3 separate regions of the Mus musculus genome follow, and regions 1 and 2 are each linked to region 3. Evidence: chromatin contacts called from public HiChIP or PLAC-seq and Micro-C data. All regions are on one chromosome and are shown on one strand. Each heading gives the region's core, a stretch centred on a gene start, on an enhancer-like site or on the middle of the called end of the contact. The rest is flanking DNA. Distances are from core to core; before and after follow the strand shown.

Region 1 (4,941 bases), core at 1,399-3,898, 86 kb before region 3:
TGTTCTTGGAAGTTGACATCAAAGAGTACAGTGCTGGGTTCTTCTTGATGGGGGAATGACATTTTGACACACTGGACAACCCTGAATGAAGACCTGCAGTCCCTATCAGGATGTCAGTTAGGGACAGAAGCTGGGGCGGCCATTCACACAGTTTCAAAGCTTCCGAGGACTAGAGTGTGGGCAGAAGGTAGGAAGGACAATTAGCTTATTGATAGTCGTAAAATATGTGAGTGTTTTACATAAACTATAATGAGAATACTGAGTTTACAAAAACTTTAGCCCGGCATCAGCTGAGTATCTTTCCTACAATACCCTTTTGATTGGTTGTCCAGGTAAAGGAGGTAGCATTTTTGTGCCCATTTTATGGATTGTTGATGGGGTTCCGAGGCACAAAGGCTGGAGACCTTGCCCTAGGTTGTACACTGTGAGCTAGCATTCTGTTAACAACTCAGTGTGTGCTCTGCCTTCCTAACCAGCCACACTGCTTTTACTCCTGGGATTTACCGGGAGAGGGAAGGTGGTTTGCTACTTAATGGAACACCTGAAATTCAGAATGTTTAATAACGACCTGTCAAATAGGAAGTTAAAAAGGGGAAATAAAACTGAAGAGCTTGCCCCCTCTGCTTCCTCTGTTGGCCTGTCATTTAGATCTACTGACCCAACTTGGAGATGTTTTTGTTCTTTCTTGGGTTCAAAAGGCTTAATGTAGTTTTTGTGCGGGTCCTGAGCTTTGGATAGTGGGTGAGGCTGATACATACACCTGCTGGCAACGCCAGTACTCTGCATCCATGGCTACATTGTTTCCACCCTGCCTTCTCACTCCAGAAGACCTGCTAGTTGTCTGCTGGGCAAGCAAATTCCGCATGAAGTTCCGTGTTGGATAAATGGCTTTCCATACAATAGGCTTGGGAAGGACCCTTTCATCCGAAGATAGACCATAAATTTATATACTATGGGAGCTTGATGGAAATGGAAATAAGTCTCTAAGAAAGACATAGCTATAAGGTGGGGGGGGGGGGGATACGGCTCTGACAGCGAGTTTGTGTGACAGGGTCACAGCCTCTGGCTAGGCAAGGGATACGATTTAGAAAATGGAGTCAGGGCTAGGAATATATAGCTCAGTGGTAGATCACTTGCCTAGCGTGTGTGTGAGGCCCTGGAATGAATCAAATAAAATAAAAACCCAACAGAACATGAAAAAGGGGGTTGGTGATGCAGGGGGTAGGATGGAGGGAAGGAGGAGGGGTGTGCACAAGAAGAAATGCAGACTAAACAAAAGGAATGATTCCTTGGCTTTATGCATCCCCCCCCCCCCGAGAGAATTCAAAGAAATTTCCTGTTAGATAGTTGGGTAATTCAAAACCCATCACTTTGGGCATCCTAACAGTACTACTAAGCAGAATTATAATGCGAGACTCGCCAGCTTCCAGTGTTTCAAAGAAGACGAGTAGTTATCACTGGGACCTGTGAGGGTGACACTTCCAGCTGAGGCAGCAGCCACCCTAGATGTACCTGGGGTGGGGGGATCAACCCTTCCTGCTATGCAGACCCCATTGGAAGATTCCCCCAAGACAGACAACCCTCCCTGTCTTAGGCTTATAATTGCTGTGAAGAAACACCATGTCCAAAAGCGAGCTGGGGAGAAGAGGGTTCATCTGGCTTACCCATTCACATTCTTGTCTGTCATTGAAGGAGGTCAGGACAGGAATTCAAATAGAGCAGCAGCTGATGCAGAGGCCATGGAGGGATGTTACTTACTGCCTTGCTCCTCGGGGCTTGCTCAGCCTGCTTTCTTATAGAACCCAGGACCACCAGCCCAGGGGTGGCACCACCCACATTGGACTGAACTCTCTCATCAAGAACTCGTTAAGAAAATGCCCTACAGACTTGCCTGTAGCTCAGCCTCCTGGAGGCCCTTTGTTTTTTTTTTTTTTTTTTTCAATGGAGGCTCCATCTCCTCAGATGTCTCTAGTCTGTGTCAAGTTCATAAAATTAGCCAGCACAGTCCCTGTCAAATACTTCCAAGCAACCGTAGACCACACCTTACATTTCAGACAAGTGTGCTGAACAGACTCCATCAAACAAATTCCCAGCCCTTGTAGGCTGGTATGTGCCAGACTGTGCTCACTGCTACCAGGACCGTAGAGGACCAAGAGAAAACGGAGATCCGTGAGAAAGAACAAAAGAAAACCCTCAAATTTAGTGACAATAATACCGAGTGACAAAAATTCCCGCAAAATTAGGAATTAAGAAGCTGTGATTTGGGGACAGGGCATTGCTCAACAGTACAGTGCTTGCCCAGAAAATATGAGGTTCCAGGATCCATCCCTGATGCTGGGGAGGAAAAAGGGACTGGTTTGATTTGGTATGATCAAAAGATAATCACCTCTTAAGTAAATTCCATGTGGGATTACCCGAGATGATGCAAATACTCTCTCAGCACACAGAGGTGCACACACACACACACACACACACACACACACGCACACAAACCCTTTTATTTTTGAGATAGAGTCTCACTGTGTGTTCCTGCCCTGACAACACCCACTGACCCATTCATTCACTGCACCTCACTGTCCCCAGGCCTGCTGCAACTCCCTCTGGGGACAAAGGGTCAATGACCCGACCTGTTTTGCAGTACTTGATCTTGCCTAAGAGGTATGGTTGCTTTCCAAAGCCAGACTGAAATCTAGGTCTCCACAGAGCAAGCGCCCAGGGCCTGGGAAGGCATAGACACAAGCCTCAGAAGCCATGCAGGGAGGGACGTCAACATGACCACCTCCGCCCAGGGAATTTTTGTGGATTTTCTGGTACTTCTAGAATGTCTATGAGTCAGAAGCAGAAGTCGGAGCTCAGAAGACTCGACCTTTAAAAAAGAATCACAAATCAAAACAAGCTTGGATTTGGAATTTTGTTTCGGATATAATGAAACAGAAATGGCTTAGATTTTCATGTGTGACGTCTAGTCATAGCTAAAGACAAAACACAACTGGGCCCCAAACAGCCAAACCCCAAAAGCCACAACTGGGTCTTGAATTGGTTTACCCTTGGTCATTTTTCCCCAGTGTGTTTCAAATGTATAAATGCCGTCAACAACTGCTCACTCCAGAATAAGATCCACTATTGAGTAACCTGGATACCCCAGGTGTCAGTCTAAGGCATGAATCTGCCATTTTGAGTTTTCTTTTCTTTTTTTTTTTCCCACACTTAGCACCCAAGGATGAATACCTGACCTGCTTGTCAATGTTTGGATATGGCTAACTAATTCTTCACGGCAGCCTAGTATGAGCTCCATCGACGCTGGAATCTGAATTAGGAAAGTCTTGCTGAAAGCCAGCATAATGGTGCAATGGTGAAGGCAGTAAGATTAGGAGTTAAAGGTCTCCCTCAGCTATAGACGAATTTGGAGGCTAGCCTGGGCTTCATGAGTGCCCCCCCCCCCCCCCCCCCCCCCGCATCTCAAACCAAAGCAAGTCAGGAACTAAGTATGAGATACAGGATAAGCCACCATGCCCGTATGTCTTTCTTGTGTTTTATTACATCGTTTTCCAACTTTCATTTCCATGGGAGTAAAGATTGGCATGGCCTTACCTTGGATACTTATTTATTAGATCTGGGTGGGAGCCAGGAATTTGTCATCTGATACTTGTTTGTTTGTGCACCTCATTTTATAAAACGCATTTCTAACACCTGTCTAACAGTCCTTTAAGACTCTTAATAGTTTGTAGGCTCCCCTCATCAAAGACAACCAAACCACGCAGGGCTGTGGGCCTGCTCGGACTCTGTGAGGTGTTAAAGCAAACGTGATTACGCCTAGCGTCCACCAGGTGGCAGCAGACTCTTCTCCCTCGTAGAGCTTCCCAGACCGCCATTCCAAAGTTTGTGGCTCAGCAACTGACTTCCAGTATTGTCCTTGTTGTTTTATTAAAGATAGGAGAAGCCTCAAGATCTGATTTTGTCAGATCAGTCACTACACATCAAGGGTGAGATAAATATTTTTCAGAAGCAGAATTATAGTTTTATCACTTAAGACAGTCTTGAGCGCTTCAGCATCTTTGTAACTCTCAGAGAAGGGATTGTCAAAGAAAAGCTGCCCTTGGTTTGGGGACCTAGACCTGCTAACTCCAATCAAAAGTGGTTTTTAAAGTGACTAACTTAAAATTTGAAATCTCTCTGGAAGTGAGATTTCAAAACATTCTTATTGATCTAAATCAAAGAATTCTGAAGCATTTTGAATGTTAATTAGCCATACTTCCCTTCCTTCTTTTTATCAGGTTTCTTTGAAACAGAGTTCAGGCCAACCTAGACTATGAAGTAAGATTCCCTAATTCTTCTCTCATTCTCATCTCAGAGAGAGAGAGAGAGGGAGGGAGAGAGAGAGAGAGAGAGAGAGAGAGAGAGAGAGAGAGAGAGAGAGAGAGAGTGGCAGACTAATAATATTCCATACAATGATTTCTTTTTTTTTTTTTTCTAGTCTCGGCCTCCCTGAGTGCTGAGATTAAACATAGCCACCATGGCCGGATAAAATGATTCCCAAGCCACAAATCAAGCGAAGTTTGAGAGGAACATTTCGATTATTTGTTAAAAACTTCTTTCCCACTCCTTCTCTGGTGTTTTTGGTTTTTAATGGCTAGATTAGATGCATAAGTACTTCAGACATGCACATTATGGGGGTTTTCTGTTTTCTTCTCCTACTTCCTTCCTCCTCCCGCCCCGGCCCCATGCTTAGAAGGGCTTAGACATTGTGTTGCCTTTACAAGTTGCTGTCTTAGGCTACAATTACCTATCCTTTATCTACTTCAGAAAATTGATCATTCACTTGACAATTCTTACCTACTTTTTCACTTGACAATTCTTACCTACTTTATAGAATTCCTTTTTCTCTAAAATGAAATTTTTTTTGTTTTGTTTTGTTTTTTAAATACAGGGCTTTTCTCTGTG
Region 2 (4,333 bases), core at 633-3,132, 75 kb after region 3:
CCTCTATTAGGCTAGTTATTTGGTCATAAGTTACATTTAGCTTGCCTTTGTAATGCTAAATTTTCCTTTCTCCTTCATTTAGGATAGATAGTTTTGTTGGGTATATTGACAGTTGTGGTTTTTAAGAATTTGAGTTGCGTATTTTTCCAAGTCTTCAAGCTTTTAAGGTTTCCTCTGAGAAGTTAGCAATTATTTTGATGGGCTTGTCTTAGTATGTCACTTGATCCTTTTTGCATATAGCTTATAATGTGCTAACTTTGTTTTGTATATTTAGTGTTTTAACTCTGTGACATGGCTGTTTCTTTTCTAGTCCAACTTGGTCCTTATTGCTTGCAGCTTTTAATGTACTTTCTTTGTTCTATAAATTTAGTGTTTTAACTCTGTAGCATGGGTGTTTCTTTTATTATCCTGTCTGTATGATGTTTTTGTATCTGGATAGGCATTTCTCTTCCAAGATTTGGGAAATGATCTTCTGTGATTTTTACTGAAAACATTTCCTATTCTTCTCCTTCCATGCCCATAATTCATTAATTTGCCTTTCATAGTGTCCTAAAGATTTTCCCTAAGTATATATCTGTGTGATCCTATTCCTCTCCTTTGCCTTCATGTCCTGAAGTTCTGTCCCCCATGTGATCCCTTCTATTGGCAGGGCTTTTCACTGCACTTTGACTTGACCTATTGTGTTTTTCATTTCTATCAGTTTGTTTTTTCTTCAATATTTCTATTTCCTTTTGACTTCTATTTTCATAATCTAAACTGACTTCCTTCTTTTATCCAGTTTGTGTTCTTGAATATATGCATGTTCTCTTTAGCTTGTTATGAACTTATTTTGAATTGTGTGTCAGGAACTTTATCTAGATCATGGGTACTATACTGTGGGAGTTGTGACAGTTTGGATACGATATGGAGGAAAGAAAGGAGGACATGAGCACCAGGAAACAGAGTGGCCTGCCACAGTTACTATTTCTCTATAAATAAGGAAGAGCTGTAGAGAATACATGCTGGATTTTCTGCTGATTCCCTGACCTTGTGGGATGACCTAGGGTGGAGACTGAAGTCTCTGCACTCCCTAACCTCAGATGGCAAACCATAACTGAGGCCAGAGTATAGAGAGGCTCCCTACTTTAAATTGTGAACCAAAAGTGAGACCAAAGTGCCAGAGCATCCCCTTATCCCAAATGGAAAACCCGAGCTGGCTCCTTTCCATAGGGGAAGACCATGCCTGAGACTTTTAAAGGAGTGAGAAAAGGAAACATCATCAGCCGGGATATACAGGTTCTAGGTTACAGTATTAGTTAGGTTTAGTGTTGCTGTGATATACCTGATAAGGCAGCTTGAGTTACCTGGGCTTATAGCTTGAGAGTATTAAATACCTGTTACACTGTGACCATTGTGCACCTTGAGGATGGAGAGGGGATATACCATGAAACAGCAAAATCCTTTATTATTCTCACCAGGTAAGTGGTTGCTGATTAATCAGGACACCAGACAGGGATTCCAAAAGCTTGTTTCTTCTGACAGCCCTCGACTAGGGGCTGAAGCAGGGTTTATACACATAAAACCCATGAGCATCTGGGCCAAGTTACAGTTGTAATTTTCACCAGTCAGCACTTCGGGATTAGGGACTTTCCCAAGTGTTCCATCATTGTCAAGTGACTGAATATAAGTGGTTGTGCCCAACCAATCAAATCTATTGGTTCTTTCTGTTGTTAGGAATAGGCATTATGTTTTGAGGAACCATTGTTGCTTAGAGAGGGAGTTGGTCAGCTTAGGTAAAACGGAGTCTGAAGTAAAATGTCAGTACTTAGTCACATTCCTTTGCTTATTCCCAACAAGCTCCGCGTGGCCAGAATAGCATGACCGTGAGAACTGGAGGTAGCTGAGTCACACTGCATCTGCAGTTAGGAAGCAGGGAAAGATGAATGCTCATACTGAGACCAGGGCTGCAGTCTGTGGACTGTGCTGCCACAGTTAGCACGTGTCTTCCCACCTCAGTTCAGCAACCTTCATGTTCATGTCTAGAGATGAATTTCCTAAGTGACTCTTAACATATTAACTGTCATACTTACAAGTGGTAATATCTTCAAGATTTCAGTGTCTTGTCACAGTCTATACCTTATTCATACATGTGTACTGAGGGTCAGCACAGGGTATCTTCCTAGGTGCCAGTGTCTCACAGAAGCAGTGTAGTTGTAGGAATGAAAAGACCATACAACACAGAATCATCTCTGGGCTCTTCAAACATTACACTAGAAGTGGCACTTCTAGTGCCACTAGAAGTTGGACTTATACCCACCGTCCATGGCAATGCTTCAAGCAATCCTAGTTTTAAGGATGGCAACATGAGTTTTCTAAGTGCTGGAACTGAACTAAGTATGTATAATAACTGCAACAATGCCAGGGACAGTGGGAGAGTGTGGGTTTACGGATGCCTGTGTAATAGCTACAATGATACCATAGGTGTTAAGAAAGATTAACAAGTGATCATTAGAAAAGCTTTAGTTTGGAAATTATGCAGTGATATGGCATTGTTACAGGTGATATGCTAAAAATATATAGTAGCTTGTAAGCCAAACAAACATGAGCGCTTGTGGTGGGAGAAGAGGGGCTGTGCTGTTAAAATAAAGGAAACTGTTCTGAAGTTTTAGAACTCAAAGAAAGGAGGTGTAAATTTTCACAGTGAGCAGCCACAAACCAATTATAAAACATTTTAGTCCTTGTTTGTGTTTGTGGAGATTATTTTTCAGGTTACAAGCCTTGAAAATGATTATTTGCTAATTTATTTTGTTTTCATCAAATGTATGCTATCAGGAGGAAACACTATATTAAGGAAATAACTTTCCTTTCCCATATCAAAATGCCTGGCTTGTTTTAAAAGTCTGATAAAAGTCTAAGTAACCAAGTATTACAGGAAACAGTAAAAGGCTGGCCAGAAATCACAGCAGGACTCAGTGAAAGGAACAATTCCTGCAAGTTCAGTAAATGCTCCTTGCTTCCTGATGGCTACAAAACACAGGCCATAGAGAGTTTGATGATGAAAACTCCATTGTTTTGCAGTGAGTTTACACATTTCATATGTGTGAGTGTGTGTTGTTGCACTACACACTCACTTTTATTTCAGTAAAGAACTCTTTAAAAAGCTCAACATTGTAATTGTTTTTATGTCATTAAGTACTTTTACACTGTACAATTGTCACCACCATCCATCTCCCAAATGACCTTATCAAGACCCCAACTCTACAGGCTCCCCTCCACCCCCAAGAAACTGGCAGCTATCATTTTGGTTTGGTTGGTTTGTTTTGTCATCAGTTTGGCTGTTCATGGTGCCTCGTTTAAGTAGGCTTGTGTTTATCCTTTCATAATGACCACAAGGGTTAACCATGTTGTAACACATAAATATGTCTGTCATTTTTTCTTTTATTTTTGAGATAATAATATAATTACATCATTTTCCGTTTCCCTTCCCTCCCTCCAGGCCCTCACATGTATCCTTCCTTGCTCTCTTTCAAATTCATGGAAGCTTTTTTTTTTTCATTAATTGCTGTTACAAAAATATATGTGTGTACATATGTGTGTTTTGTATATGTACATACATATATATTCTTAAATACATATAATTTGTTGAGCCTAGATTGTTATTTGTACATTTTCAGATATTAACATTTGATATTGGATAACCAGCTAGTGTGTTCCTCTCTGGACAAGACTGTTTCTCCTGCTCTCAATATTCCATAGTTGCCTGCGATTCTTTGTGTAGGGCTGAGTACTCCCAAACCTTCCCCTATCCAGGATAGCATTCTATTGTTATTTTGTAAGGACTTCATTTTCTTATAGCTAATCCATTCCTCTCTTGGTGGGCATTTGAGCTGTTGCTACACTTTAGCTATTGTGAACACTGTTACTGTGAACATTGGTTTGCAAGTGTATGTTCCAGTCTTCCTTACCAGTGTTTTAGTGCCTATCCAAAGGACAATTGCCAAATCCTCCTGTGGTAGCTCATTTTCTCTCTTCTCTTCTCTTCTCTCCCCTCCCCTCCTCTCCTCTTTTTTCCCCTCCCCTCCCCTCCCCTCTTCCTCCCTCCCTTCCTTCCTTCCTTTCTTCTTTTTCTTTTTTTAAACTTATTTTTGTGGATGCCGTTTGTGTTTCTGTGAATGTCTGCCACGTGTGTGGGTGCCCAGTGAGACCAGTAGAGGCCTTAACTTTGTATTCCTAGAGGTATTATGTAGCCTTACCTCCATATGATAAGTTCTGCAAATGCAAGGGTATTCTTGAAGTTGCCATAGTGGTATTTGAAATTTTTAGCTTCAGTTTAAAAATAAATTCCTTGTGGGAT
Region 3 (4,506 bases), core at 1,442-3,941:
TTGTTTGTACACTAAACAATGATAATAGAAGGCTTGCGGCCTTCCTGCTAATGACTAACCAAAGAGTGGATGTTCCAGTTCGCTCTAAGCCGCAGGAGATGTCCTGTTTCCTAAAATGAATGTGGGTAGGATTCCCTGTCCCCATAGGTGAAATTCATATTATAGACATCTAGACACGTAACAAATGGTGATGTTTTATGCATTATGCTTTGAACCTTCCACATTAACTCAACAGCCATTTAATGTATACTTGAAGCTGGTAAAATATAAATATAGTAAATTCAGTAAAATACTTGAGGTAGATGATAAATTCAAAATGTAAAACATTAAGTTATGTATGTATGCAAAATGATTTACATTTAGTAATTATTAAAAATGGCATTTAAGACTTTTTTGAAACAGAGTTTCACTCTGTGATCCTGGAACTCACTGTGTAGACTAGACTGGCTTCAAACTGATAGAGATCTGTCTGTGTCGGCCTCATGAGTGCTGGTATTAAAGATGTGCACCACTACACCTAGCTAAAATAGTCCTTATGTATAACTTACAGAAAAAAATTTGCTTAACTAGATTTAAAAAGACTATTACCCTTGGGAAATCACAGTGCTATGAATGTGGTAACAAAATTCTGTTTGACATGAACAAAAAAGAGAGGCCATAAAAGAACGTTGCAGATGCAGTTGGAGTGTTGAGATTGTACAGATGTGGTGGCATTTTTGCTATGATACACTAGAAAGAAGAAGGAAATTGAAGTTAGACATGGAGGATTTAGGATTTGGTTTGATAGTGAACAGAGGAGGCTCACTGGAAGTAGATGAAGCAGCAGTCTTAACATGATGAGCAGTAAAGAACGGGAATATGTGCGACCAGATCTTGGAAATGTGCTGGTACAAGTAAGAGGCAAGTCCAAGATCTTAATGGCCGGACATGAGTTTGAACAGTATTCAACATGAGGTAAGGAAGAATTTCTAAAGGTTGGAGTCATGTCAGACATAGACACATTGTGTTCCAACTGACTACAAGAGAAGTAAGTGGTGGGAAATGAACAGAAGGCAGATGTCTATATGACAAAAATGAGGAAGGTTGGTGACTCAGCAGTCAAGAGCACTTGCTGCTCTTGCAGATGACCTGAGTTTAGTTCCCAGCATCCACGTGGCAGCTCACAACTGCCTGTAACTCCAGCTCCAGAGGGTTGCAAACCCTTCTTCTGTCCTCTGTAGACAACCACACTCACACGCACAGACCCATACACGGGTACACATGCATGTAATCAAAAATAAAATAAGGGGCTTTTAATAAGGGTTATTTCTTTTATGTATATGAGTACACTGCAGCTGTCAGACACACCAGAAGAGGGCATCAGATCCCATTACAGATGGTTGTGAGCCACCATGTAGTTATTGGGAATTGAACTTCAGAAGAGTAGTCAGTGCTCTTAACCTCTGAGCCATCTCTCCAGTCCATGAAATAAGTTTTGAAAGAGAAATAAGCAAGAAAGATATGCACATTGAAGACTAAAGTGGTAAAGACAAACAAAGTTTAAGAAAGTTATGGCAAAAAGAAATTAGCTGGATTTGATGATTTACTCGCTAAAAATTCAGCAAATACTCATAGAATAATTATATTATATAAGGCTTTGTAAAAACAAGCATTCAATTAGATTCCAAGCAAACATGTGTACACATGAAGATGGCCATGTGTGGGAGAGGCATACAGTGTGGAAGAGGCATTCAGTGCTGTTTGTGGCCCAAGGGCTTCCTAGAGCTTGGGGAACTGGTCCTCAGGAAGACTTCCGGGTCAAATTCATTCTTGTGTTTGAAGTGTGTGGCAGGTCACCACACTCATCAGTATAATAGTTTGTAATTCCATTAGTTACCTTCAAAACTCATGATTTCATTTTCCTTTATAACTAAATAATATTTCACCGTGTGGATGCACATTGATCAACTGAGTGGAGAAGAAACTGCAGAGTGGGAATCTTTGCCAGCTATACATCTGAGATAGGATTAAGACCCAGAATATACCAAGACTCAAAACAGAGTCAAGAAAACGAATGACCTGGGTTATTGTTATTATTATTTAAAAAATGGGTTATGGTTCTGAACAGAGAGTTCTCAGAAGAGCAAATCAAAATAGCTAAGATAGAGCTATAAAATTGTTCAACATTCTTAGAAATCAGAGAAATGAAAATTAAAAATACTTTGAGATTTCGTCTCGACCCAGTCAGAATGGCTAAGATCAAGCAAACCACTGATAGCACATGCTGATGAGGATGTGGGGGAGGGGATGTAGAAGTTAAACCCTGGCTCTTCCTCTCAGCCCCATGCTCCCAGGAATAAGACTCAGACTCAAAATATATTGACACCTTGAATGCCTTGGCCATATAGCTAGGCTCTTCTCTGACTAGATATGACTTAAAATACCCCATTTATTCTAGCCTACATTCTGCCATGTGGCCGGTTTCCTGTGCTCAGGTACCATGCATCTGCCTTGTCACATCTTTTCAGTGACTCTCCCACCTTCTCTCTCCAGAATGCTTCCTCATCCTGATGTTCCACCTCTACTTCCTGCCTAAGCAATAGGCTATAGGCTTTTTAATTGACAGACAACGTACCCATACAATACACGAGATATTCTCTCCACAAGGGAGCACTTAGTCATTGTTAGTGGGATTGAGAATCCATGCAGTCACTATGAACATCATTATGAAGAATTCACACCAAGCTAAAAATAGGACTACCAGATGACCCAGCAGTACCACTCCTTGTCATGTGCCCAAAGGACTGACTCAATGAATACTTTCTTAGCTATGTTCCTTTCTGATCTATTCACAATAGCTAGACAATTGGAAACAAACTGAAAGTTTTTAAAGGTGTTATTCTGTTGCCATAGAGGCAATCCTAAATTATAAGACTACAACAAATTCACTTACACCTTAAAGGAGAAGTATCTCTTTTCAGAATTTTATTTTCTTTAAAACACACACACACACATTCTTTAAGTTTATGTAGCTAAATACATGTCGCTTTTCTGTTTATAGGCATGGTAGGAACGACAGCTGTTCAGATGCTATAGAATTGGAAAACTTTCTATATTCTAATGATTCTAAAACTTAAGTATAAAATACAACACTAATATAATAAAACTATGAGCCAAAGAGGGCCACACAACCTTCATTAAAACATTACAGGGTATTAGTTACCTTCTAGAACTGTACAGTAAGATCCCAAGGCTGAAGATACCATATGCTGGAGTCTTATAAAACATGGGGGACGGGGCCTAGCAAACACATAAGTTGATGCTCACAGTCAGCTATTGGATGGATCACAGGGCCCCCAATGGAGGAGCTAGAGAAAGTACCCAAGGAGCTAAAGGGATCTGCAACCCTATAGGTGGAACAACATTATGAACTAACCAGTACCCTGGAGCTCTTGACTCTAGCTGCATATGTATCAAAAGATGGCCTAGTCGGCCATCACTGGAAAGAGAGGCCCATTGGACTTGCAAACTTTATATGCCCCAGTACAGGGGAACGCCAGGGCCAAAATATGGGAGTGGGTGGGTAGGGGAGTGGGTGGGTAGGGGAGTGGTTGGGAGGGTATGGGGGACTTTTGGGATAGCATTGAAAATGTAAATGAGGAAAATACCTAATAAAAAGTATATAAAAATGGGGGAATCCAGCTAGTTAGTCAACTGGAAGCTTCCTCCCTACTGTCTGCCTTTCATAAAGCTGAAAGCTAACGGAGGAGAAAAGCCAACATAGGTCACGGCCAGCAGGGACCCTTGCAAATGAGATTAATGACTGGCCTAGCAAGACATGCCCACTGATGTCATGCAAAGAAGGCAGAAAAATTTTGAGAGTAACCAACTACCTTTTCATTGAATTAAGACTTGTTTCAAGAGATAGAACTTATATATGATAGTGTCAACAGAGCCAAAAACTTGTGGCTACAAAGGTCATGAGCCCTAGGGGAAATTTTACTACTGTAATCTGCTAAAAGACATAGCATTAAAGTGATTCCTAATGAGTTGCTGCTATAGCCATCAGTGCACTCCTCAGGCCTCATGGGAGAAGCCTCTTCTTGCTGTGGACAGCAATTACCATAGAGATTCTAATATGAAGAGATTAAAAGACTTCAGAATGTTCAGCCCTACAAGGGACATCTATATCACAACCCTCTTATCAAGGTTCAGGAACCATTGCTGACAAGATGTTGGAAAGATTCTCACAGTCGGAGGCAGTGGAGGCCTTAAGAAAAGAGTGTTTGTCAGACACAGCAGGGCAGATACACATATGAACTCCCAGTACTTGTGATAGCAATATACAACACCTGAGAAAGCTCAAGCCAGACAAAACCCCAGCATGGAAGAGGGGAGGTGGGCATGAGGTCCCAACCCTAGCTTGAGCTCCTGGTATTTGAATGCTGCAGAGAGAGGGCAAATCAATTTTCTTCAATACTGTGACACCTAGTCAACTACACTCAAGGGCAGTCCCCACACCCAGGA

Evidence for each region. Hi-C and Micro-C count contacts between places; a contact is called where the count stands out from the background. HiChIP or PLAC-seq counts read pairs in DNA pulled down with a chosen protein or histone mark.
Region 1: an H3K27ac HiChIP or PLAC-seq map of the NIH/3T3 cell line shows a contact between it and region 3, with 2.4 times the contacts expected there. The contact joins two enhancer-like sites. A contact is called at or near these places in 2 of 15 datasets of contacts at CTCF or cohesin (the NIH/3T3 cell line and embryonic stem cells), 8 of 484 Hi-C or Micro-C datasets (the G1E-ER4 cell line, the HL-1 cell line, astrocytes and 4 more), 4 of 115 datasets of contacts at active chromatin or transcription factors (the NIH/3T3 cell line, VIP interneurons, cardiomyocytes and 1 more) and 1 of 9 other capture datasets (adipose tissue).
Region 2: a Micro-C map of the HL-1 cell line shows a contact between it and region 3, with 3 times the contacts expected there. The contact joins two enhancer-like sites. A contact is called at or near these places in 2 of 39 promoter capture datasets (3T3-L1-derived adipocytes and pre-B cells), 3 of 484 Hi-C or Micro-C datasets (the HL-1 cell line, cardiomyocytes and nephron progenitors) and 1 of 9 other capture datasets (pancreatic islet).

The regions. Positions count from the first base shown.
Region 1 is chr3:123,102,283-123,107,223 of GRCm38.p6, reverse strand. All of the region lies in intron 4 of Synpo2 (synaptopodin 2), which reads left to right. Among named protein-coding and RNA genes, the nearest start is that of Myoz2, 70 kb to the right of the region's middle. Within about 2 kb of position 2,648, at least 45 of the 459 cell types and tissues checked have an H3K27ac peak or open chromatin away from gene starts, as enhancers often do. A contact at or near this core is called in the NIH/3T3 cell line and heart atrium, where this site is marked.
Region 2 is chr3:122,941,125-122,945,457 of GRCm38.p6, reverse strand. The region is part of intron 14 of Usp53 (ubiquitin specific peptidase 53); the gene reads left to right. Among named protein-coding and RNA genes, the nearest start is that of 1810037I17Rik, 19 kb to the right of the region's middle. Within about 2 kb of position 1,882, at least 35 of the 459 cell types and tissues checked have an H3K27ac peak or open chromatin away from gene starts, as enhancers often do. A contact at or near this core is called in the HL-1 cell line, where this site is marked.
Region 3 is chr3:123,017,211-123,021,716 of GRCm38.p6, reverse strand. The region is part of intron 3 of Myoz2 (myozenin 2); the gene reads left to right. Among named protein-coding and RNA genes, the nearest start is that of Myoz2, 16 kb to the left of the region's middle. Within about 2 kb of position 2,691, at least 24 of the 459 cell types and tissues checked have an H3K27ac peak or open chromatin away from gene starts, as enhancers often do. A contact at or near this core is called in the HL-1 cell line, the NIH/3T3 cell line and heart atrium, where this site is marked.